Regions from separate parts of the Ovis aries genome. Here region 2 is linked to region 1. Evidence: chromatin contacts called from public Hi-C data. All regions are on one chromosome and are shown on one strand. The core of a region is the stretch at or near the end of the contact, and the rest is flanking DNA. Distances in the headings are between cores, read along the strand shown.

The links. A called contact is a pair of places that touch in the nucleus more often than the background predicts.
Region 2: a contact with region 1 is called in a Hi-C map of blood, with 2.2 times the contacts expected there. The contact joins two enhancer-like sites. A contact is called at or near these places in 10 of 16 Hi-C or Micro-C datasets (blood, hypothalamus, liver and 4 more).

What each region holds. Positions count from the first base shown.
Region 1 is chr17:44,720,197-44,724,677 of ARS-UI_Ramb_v3.0, forward strand. All of the region lies in intron 2 of FBRSL1 (fibrosin like 1), which reads right to left. Among named protein-coding and RNA genes, the nearest start is that of FBRSL1, 25 kb to the right of the region's middle. Within about 2 kb of position 2,640, at least 5 of the 54 cell types and tissues checked have an H3K27ac peak or open chromatin away from gene starts, as enhancers often do.
Region 2 is chr17:44,781,863-44,786,440 of ARS-UI_Ramb_v3.0, forward strand. No RefSeq gene overlaps it. Among named protein-coding and RNA genes, the nearest start is that of FBRSL1, 37 kb to the left of the region's middle. Within about 2 kb of position 2,844, at least 12 of the 54 cell types and tissues checked have an H3K27ac peak or open chromatin away from gene starts, as enhancers often do.

The DNA.
Region 1 (4,481 bases), core at 1,390-3,889:
CTGTCACCCTGGTACCTCAATGCCCCAGGGGTATAAATGAGGCTCTGACCAGGAAGCCCCTTGCTCTGTCCATCAACATTCCCTGATGCTCAGCAGGGCCTCATGACCCCACTGAACCTGCACCCCCGCCCCACCTCACACATGCCACCTCTCTCCCCCAGCACATGACAGCCGTGAGGACAGCCTGTACGTTATTCTGTTCAGAGCCCCACCCTCTGAGCCCCAGGCCTGGGCTCTGCCTCCAGCTCTGCATGGAACCTGGGTTTCGGAAGAGAGCCACACAGCACGGCTGGGCCAGGGAGGGGAACCCTTACGCAAACCATGCAAACACACTCATGAGAGGGCTGGTGGGCAGGTGAAATGCTGGGGTGTGCAAGGAAGGCCAGGGCCCCCCTCCCCACCCAACGAGGCCACCTGCCCGGCCTCTCCTTTGCATGCTCGCAGCGCACCGCTCCAGGTCAGTGTGGACCATGGTACCCCAAGTGCAGCACTGCAGACCAGCGTCCCCCGACCGACAGCAGCACCTGCTGGTGAAGTGTGGTACTGCAGCCGCCACGTGACCGGAGGGCTAGAGGGAGGGTTCTCAGGGCTGTGAGTCCGGTGGAGGCTCCAAAAGGATGGAGTCCACTGTAAGGAGACTCCCGCTTCTCTCAGGAGTCCTTTCCGATGCTCCTTCCACTCCCGCGACAATCAGGCCGGGTGAGGCTCCTCAGGCTCCCACAGCCCCAGGTGTCCCTGAGTGAAGCAGGGTCACTGGATGGCAAGTGCCCAGTAGGCAGGGGCTGTCCTTTGTCCCCACTACCTGGCAGGGGCCTGGCACAATAATGAAGGGTCCCACAGCCAGCACAGGGTCAGGAAGCAGGCTGCTGCCCTCGGAGGCTGGCCCTCCGCTCCCACTGTTTCACATCCTTCCCCCGGGATTCGGCCGGGTGGACAGCTAAGTGAGTGAAGCATGGAGACGCACAACAGATTGTACAGAAGATGCTGGCTGTGTTGAGGCCACAACCCAAAGAGACACACGGCCAGCAGGCTCTGGGGACACGAGCGGTACGTGAGCAAGTGCCACGTGAGTGACATGACACCCTGGCTGTGCCTGAGTGTGGGCCCTCTGGCTGAGGGGCAGGGGCGGTGCACCAGGTCCTGCCCCCTCGGTCAAGCCAGTGGACTCTGGGCTCAGAGCAGGGTCCCCTGGGCTCCACCTGGCCTCTACTCTCTAGCTGAGCCACTCAGCTTGCGCCACTGCTGTCCCCACCTGTCCAGCTGAGTCAAGCCACAAGCACCTCCCTGCACCTGCCCAGGCCCCCTCCAGTGCGAGCTTTGAAAAACATACCTCAGCTCAAGTCGCTGTGCAGCCTAAACCCCACAGCGGCCCCTCTGCGAGTGAGTGGTGGCCACACTTGCCCAGGCCCCACGCCACCCCCACCCCGGGGTTCTGGTCAGCTCACTCCTTGTCAGCTGTCCCTGGGCCTCAAGCTGGGTCACCTCCTGGGTGAGGCCTCCCCGATCTGATGGTCTAAAGCAGCCCCATTTCCGTTTCCAGGCAGGTCTGCTGTCACCCCAAATCCCCCCGCCACTCATGTCACGTCTGGAATTCCAGCAGGTGTCTCAGTCATCGAGCCCAGACAGGGACCAACAACAAAGCCCGAAGAAGTATACACCGAATGGGCTATGCCCTCGGCATCCACTCCCCTCTACCCTTCTCCCAACAGGGCTCCCCAGCAAGTCCCCCACGTTAGGTTTCTGTGAGGGCCACATCTGGAGTGGGGGTCGGCTGCGCCAAAGCCAGGCAATGGCCAAACACTCTGCCCATGGGTCCTGCCGGGATGGCTGCCCCCAAGGGGACCAGGTGAGCCCGCCAAGGAGGCCGAAGACGAGACTCGCCTGTCCAGGCTGTGCCCAGGAAGCGGGAGAAACCATTCTATGAGAGATAATGATAAAGCAGTGACTGCGGTAACAACGGCATATGTGCCTATCTAGCAGGAACTGCGCACATCAACTCAGCTTCTCATCTCTACGACCTGGGACGTGTGCATGCAGTATGGACAGCTCCACTTTACAGATGAGGAAATAGGCCCAGAAAGGAGGAGCACTTGCCTGGGGCCAGCACAGAGCCAACGAGGACCTCACGATGAGGTGGGGTGAGGATGCAGTGTCCCAGGGAAGCCCACCTCGGCCGCCCCCTAAGCTGCAGCCCAGGCCTCAGAAGAGGGGAAAGTGGGAGAAACCGTCTGTGTTAATGGGAGCCAGGCACTGTAGCGGTTAGCTAGGACCCAGCGTGGTTTGAACTTTAACTGACCCACACAAAACTCTGAGGAAGTGCCACTGTCCCACTGTACAGATGAGAAAATTGAGGCACTGAGGGGCAGTCACCTGCTCAAGGCCACACAGCTGGCAGGTGCCAGAGCTCATTCCCCACCACGACATTCATCCTCCAGAGGGCGAGGGAATATTCTGGAAGGACTCTACCAAGCCCAGTGTGAAAAATTGCGATTAGAAAACCCCTACACTGGCAAATATAGACCTGGCAGACCGATGTGATGGTGAAGAGCACAGACAGGCTGTGTAGATTGCATCCAGAACTCTGCCCCGCTCTGTCTCACTCCCTGTGTTGACTAAGCTTCCGGGGCCCAGCCCTCTGCCAGGTTCGCAGTTACCAGGCCTGCTCGGGGGTGCAGAGAAGAAACGGGCAATCCCCACACCACAGAGGGGTGAGCCCAAGAGAGGGGCATGGGAGCAGGGGAGGGGTGGAAAGCAGGCAGGTCGGGGAGGAGGGAGAACTCAGACCACAAAGGCCCCTGTGGGGCATGTCTAGGAACCCAGACTTCCTGAGGGTGGAGGGGAACTTCCAGGGTGCTTTCAGCAAGGGAAGGGCATGCTCAAATGGGCCTTTAGAGGGACCTCACCACCTGCAGATGGGCAGGAAAACTGAAGCTGGCTGTCTTCCAGGGAAAGGTCAGGGTCAAGGGCACAGATTCTGGAGTTGAGCCACCTGGTTTGAACCCTGGCTCCATCACTTTCCCTGCTTGTCTCAGACAAGTTACTCAGATGCTTTTTTTCTTTGGTTTCCATATCCTCCTCTGAAAAATGGTACTAGCAATATTCTGCCTCACAGGTGTGGTCACTGGAGACAGTGCCTGGGCCGGCTGTGAAAGGTCAGCTTTTCTTTGCTGGTAAGAGGTGGTGGGCTAGCAGTGAGTGGTAGACAAGGACATCCAGTTACAAAGTCAGACACATGACTATTCAGATCATCTATTTAATCTCAGGGCTTCCCTGGTGGCTCAGTGGTAGAGAGTATGACAAGGCTGTATATTGTCTCTCTGCTTTTTCAACTTCTATGCAGAGTACATCATGCGAAATGCCAGGCTTGATGAATCACAAGCTGGAATGAAGATCACTGGGAGAAATATCAACAACCTCAGATATGCAGATGATACCAGTCTAATGGCAGAAAGTGAAGAGGAACTAAAGAATCTCTTGATGAAAGCAAAAGAGGAGAGTGGCTTGAAACTCAATGTTCAAAAAACTAAGATAATGGCATCCGGTCCCATCACTTCATGGCAAATAGAACAGAAAAAAGTAGAAGCAGAGATTTTATTTTCTTGGGCTCCAAAATCACTGTGGATGGTGACTGCAGCCATGAAATTTTAAGACGCTTGCTCCTTGGAAGGAAAGCTATGACAGACCTAGACCATGTACTAAAAAGCAGAGACATCACTTTGTCAACAAAGGTCCATATAATCAAAGCTACGGTTTTCCAGCAGTCATGTGTGGATGTGAGAGCTGTAACACAAGGCTGAGCACTGAAAACTGAGGTGCTGGAAAAGACTCTTTGAGAGTCCCTTGGATAGCAAGGAGATCAAACCAGTCAATCCTAAAGGAAATCAACCCTGAATATTCATTGGAAGGATTGATGCTGAAGCTCCAATACTTTGACCCGCTAATGTGAAGTGCTGACTCAGGGGAAAAGACCCTGATGCTGGGAAAGACTGAAGGCAGGAGGAGGGGGATGGCAGAGGATGAGACGGTTAGACAGCATCACTGACTCAATGGACATGAATCTGAGCAAACTCTGGGAGATAGTGTAGGACAGAGGAGCCTGGTGGGCTACAGTTCATGGGGTCGTAAAGAGTTGGACACAACTCAATGAGGGAACGACGGGAACTTTCATCTTAAGTCAGTTTTGCTAAGTTGTATTTCTCAAAAACTTTGTTCATCTCAGCTAAGTTGTTCAATTACTGGGATAAAATTGTTTATGCCCCATTCTTTCAATGTCTGTAGCACCTGCAGTGGTATTCCCATTTTAGTTCCTAATGTTGGTAATCTGTGTTCCTTTTCACTTGATCAATCTAAGTACAGGGGAGTTCTCAATTTCGTTGATGCTTTCCAGGAAAGTTTTCGATTTTGTTCACTTCCCCTATCGCTTGCTTTCTTGCTCATTGATTACGCTCTCATTCAGATTCCTCCCTTTCTTCCATATGACT
Region 2 (4,578 bases), core at 1,594-4,093, 62 kb after region 1:
TCCGTAGCATGTGGGATCTTCCCAGACCATGGATCAAACCTGTGTCCCCTGCAATGGCAGGCAGATTCTCAGCTACTGGACCACCAGGGAAGTCCTCCCACATGTTTTGAACAAGGGGCCTTGGTGTTTAATTTGTACCCTGGGCCCCACAGATTGGGTAGCCAGCCCACGAGTGCCGTGCCTCTGCATGGACAGTTGTTCACCATCTGCTCCACACTGCTGGAACGGAAGCTACCCAAGGGTGGGAACTTTCCGAAGCCCCAGATAGCAGATGGGTGCTCCATTTGTGGAGGTACCAGTATTTTGGGTGTTGGCAATAGTCGGTGCTGCTCTGTTTGGGGTGGGGTGGATAATGCTGTGGGTGTTGGTGACAGTGATGGTGGTGAGGCAGTGGGGATGTCTGCTTGGTTTGGAGGAAAAGGACTCACAGGAACATCCCTCATCTCTGGCTCTTGTGTGTCTAGGCTCAGGGCTCTTTCCAGGCAGTGGTGGAGCCCTGCTGGGTTTCTGCTTGTATCATCCAGGCTACCAGCTGGAAACAGAATTCAAAGAAAACTTGTAAATAGATGACTTACAGACATGCGGGCAAGGCAGAGCAGTGCTGAGGAGCCGGAACTGGCCGGAATGGGAGGCTTCACCTCCAAAGTAAGTGCAGTGAGCCCTGGGGACTGGGAGGGGACGCCCTCCTGGCTGGCCGGCTGGAGCAGAAGCCAGTGGACGGGGGGCCTGGCAGGTGCAGCTGTCAAGGTGTCTCCCCCTTGGCAAGGTGGCTGAGGACGGAGGATGGACTGGGCAGTAGGGTGGGTCCCACACTGACTGGTCACACAGCACCCAGCCCAGGGAGGACCATTCCTGCATCCCTGCACCTTTGTGGGGAAAACGTGGAGCAAATTTGGGGATGGTGCTCTCGGCAAGTGCTCTTGAGCCCCAGTCACAGCGCTGGGTTCCCAGCCACCTTTGGGTGCACATGGGTCATGATGTGGAAAGAAAGCAAGTAGAGGGGTCCCCATGGTCTCAAGCTCTTCTTCTGGAAGCCCCCCCAGCCGATGCCCTACTATTCTGGAGCTGAGCCCCCACCTCAGACCTCAGGGAAGGCCTGTCCGGCCCAGACCTGGGGTCTCATGATGCCCATGTCCCGTGCTGAGGATGGTTGATCAGCAGCGATCAAGAAACAGCGTTAAGGCACCAACAACTCCTTTGTTTTTGTTGTTTTTCAATAAACAACCCTCCATCCCCACCGCAGCCCTCCTGTTTGGTTTCACAGCAGCCTTCTGACTCAGCCTACCCGGCCTGCAGGCACTGCTCTGTCCCACCTCCCCAGCTCTAGGCTGCTGCTGCTGCTGCTGCTAAGTTGCTTCAGTCGTGTCTGACTCTGCGCGACCTCAGAGACGGCAGCCCACCAGGCTCCTCCGTCCCTGGGACTCTCCAGGCAAGAGTATTGGAGTGAGGTGCCATTGCCTAGGCTAGACCTGTCTCAAATGCCGCAAATTCCTCTTACTGGTGACCTAACCCCATTCTCGCAGTGGCAGCATTAAGACCTCAGGTTCCTCCAAGGGAAGCTTGTAATGGGGACTGTTCAGGCAGTGAATAGGGCTGCTGTTCCCTCTATCCGGGGCTGGGGCGGGACTCGGGCCCTGGAGGAGGAAACAGGCTGGACCAGCAGGGACTCGGGCCGCTGGCAGGGCAGCAAGCCCTTCAGAAGTTGCTCTCAGATGCACGTGCTCCATTCCTCCAGGGGGTTTTCGGTTTCCTCTTTCTCTGTACCTACCTCACTTCTCCTCTAGCCTGGGCCTGAGCTAGAGAGACAGATGCCGGGAGCTTGGGGGACCTCTGCAGGGGGACCAGTGAGCTCTCACCTGGTGCTGGCCTCTGGGACCACCTCCCCACCCCTATCTATGCACCCACTGGAGAAACACCTGTCCTGGGAGGGCAGCGCAGGAGAGGAGAGGCTGTGTCCAGATCACTCCCAACACCAGCCCTCCGATGGCAACACAGGACAGACTCCCCACCTCGGAAGACCCGCCCCTGGCAGGTGCAACTTCTTCTGCCCACCCCCTCGCATTAACGCTGTTCCATCCTGCACATCCCACGAGCACACACGTGGGTATGGAGAGGACACACGCAAATCCACACGTGTACTTCAAATGTAGAAACTGCCAAGGTAAACATGAGCACACCTGCACACACATACTCACAAGACTCTCACATACACACACACACTCAAACACACACTCTCACACAAGCACACATGGATATACACACTCTCACACACACACCCAAGCACATGCAAACACCCCCTCACATACATACACCCACACACACTCACGCCTACCCGGGCCCAGCTGCAACTCAGACATAGACGTCCACACATATTTCCAGACGCTCACAAACACATGGGTGCCCGGACTCAGACTCACATGCCTGACTCCAGCCCTGCATGCGCAAACAGTAGCAAATGCACGTGCCTCATGGGCCTCCGTGTCCATAAGAGGAGGCAGACATGTATGAACCTGCAGACACACCTGTATCTCCTTGTGCACGTGTGCTCCTGTGGGCCCATGTGCTGTGTCCACATGTGTGTCCACGCGGCATGCACATGTGCTCACAGACAGGCTGGAGGACACAGCCTGGGCACATAGCAGGGCCTGGCTCCAAGGCTTCTGGGGGGTCTTTGTCTCCCCTTGGATTGAACAACCCTGCTTCTGTTCTGGAAGGTGGGGGTGGGGAGAGAGGCTGGCTCCTCGCTTAAACGCCTTTGGCAAAACTCCCGAAGGCAGGGAGGAAGCAAAGGCTTGAAGGCCACGCTTTGGAGGAGAAGGCCCGGAACAGCTGCAGCCCAGCCCTGCCCCGGGCTCCACTTGGCAACATCTCTCCGCAGTGGTGAACAGCCTCAGAGCTGCCGGCTCTGGAAAGGCAGGTGGTGGCTGCTGGGCTGCAAATGCAAATCCCCTACCTCCACCAGGCAACGCAGGAAGCAGAGCCTGGGGGGTGATGTGGGATCTCAGGGCCGTGCCCACGCCTTGGCTGAGCTTTCCAGCTGGGGACCTGGGCTCGGCACAGGGCAGCTGGGGAGAGCGGCCGGCAGCAGTGTGTGCCTGGGCCGGGGTGGGGGCGGGGCCGGGAGTGGTCTTCTCCTCTCCACGCCTATGCCCGTGGTGCCAGCACTCAATGCCAACTCTCGCGAGAACAGCCCTATCCGCCAAGGAGCAGACGCTCGCTAGAAGGTTCCATCCCAGGAATCCCGTTAGGAGCCAGTGGGCCTGCAGCAAGTGGGATTTCATTTTATTATTACTTTAAAGTGAACATTTTCACCCAGCTGGAATCCAGGGGCAGATCCGGGTGCTTGGCAAGTAACAGTGAAGACTTTCTGCCTTTGTCCAAGGGGGGCGGGGACAAGCCTTTCAAGCCTTTGTCTGCTGTGATGTCACCACAAACCAGGCCACTGGAAATAAGGGCAGTTTATCCTCTCGCACTGCCTGCCAATGCAGGAGATGTAAGAGGCAGGTTTGATCCCTGGGTCGGGAAGATCACCTGGAGGTGGGCATGGCAACCGACCCCAGTATTCTTGCCTGGAGGAGCTCATGGACAGAGGAGCCTGACCGGCTATGATCCATAGGGTTGCAGAGTTGGACACAGCTGAAGTGACTTAGCATGCACACACGCACAGATGTGGAAACGTGCACAGAGGTACTAAGTGACTTGTCCAAGGTCCCTGAGGGAGCAGACACTTTTCAACTCCCTGCTGTTGAGTAGCAAACCACCTAAACTTAGCGGCACACAACTACAACAGCACTGATTTTTAAATTGTGTGTGCGTTTGTGAATCTGCGGTTTGGGCAAGTCTTGTTGGGCAAGGCTGGTCACTGCTCACTTGGCAGGAGCTGGGGCTGAGGTCATCTCCCAGGTTTGGCCTCGCTATGTTGCTTGGGCTTCCTCACAGAGTGGCGGCTGGTGTCAGGAGCAAGCATCCAGAGCGCAGACAGAAAACCAGGTGGAGACTCTGGCTCTTGACAACCGAGCCTCAGAAGGCTGAAGCATCCTTTCTGACCGCTCTTCTCACTGAGGCAGCCACAGGGGCCCATCCAGTTTCAAAGGGAGGGGACGAGGCTCCACCATCGGTGCGTGGCAGGTTGCAAGGTTCTGGAAGCACATGGGGGATAGAAAATATTGGGTTGGCCATTCTAAAAATAATTTTATATATTTGTTTATTTTTGGCTGTGCTGGGTCTTCGTTGTTATTGGGCTTTTCTCCAGCTGCAGCGAGTGGGGCTGCTCTAGTTGCGGTGCGTGGGCTTCTCACTGCAGTGGTTCCTCTTTTGCAGAGCGTAGGATCCAGGCCTTTGGTGCTCAGTAGTTGTGGCTTCCGGGATTTAGAGCACAGGCTCAGTAGTTGCGGCACATGACTTAGCTGTTCAATGGCGTGTGGGCTCTTTCTGGATCAGGGAGCAAACCTGTGTCTCCTGCATTGGCAGGCAGATTCTTTACCACGGAGCCACCAGAGGCTTCTGAGGTGGCCATTTTTGATGCAATCTACCTATAATCTGGGTATAAACCCAGGCTTTCTAGATCCAGAGCCTATG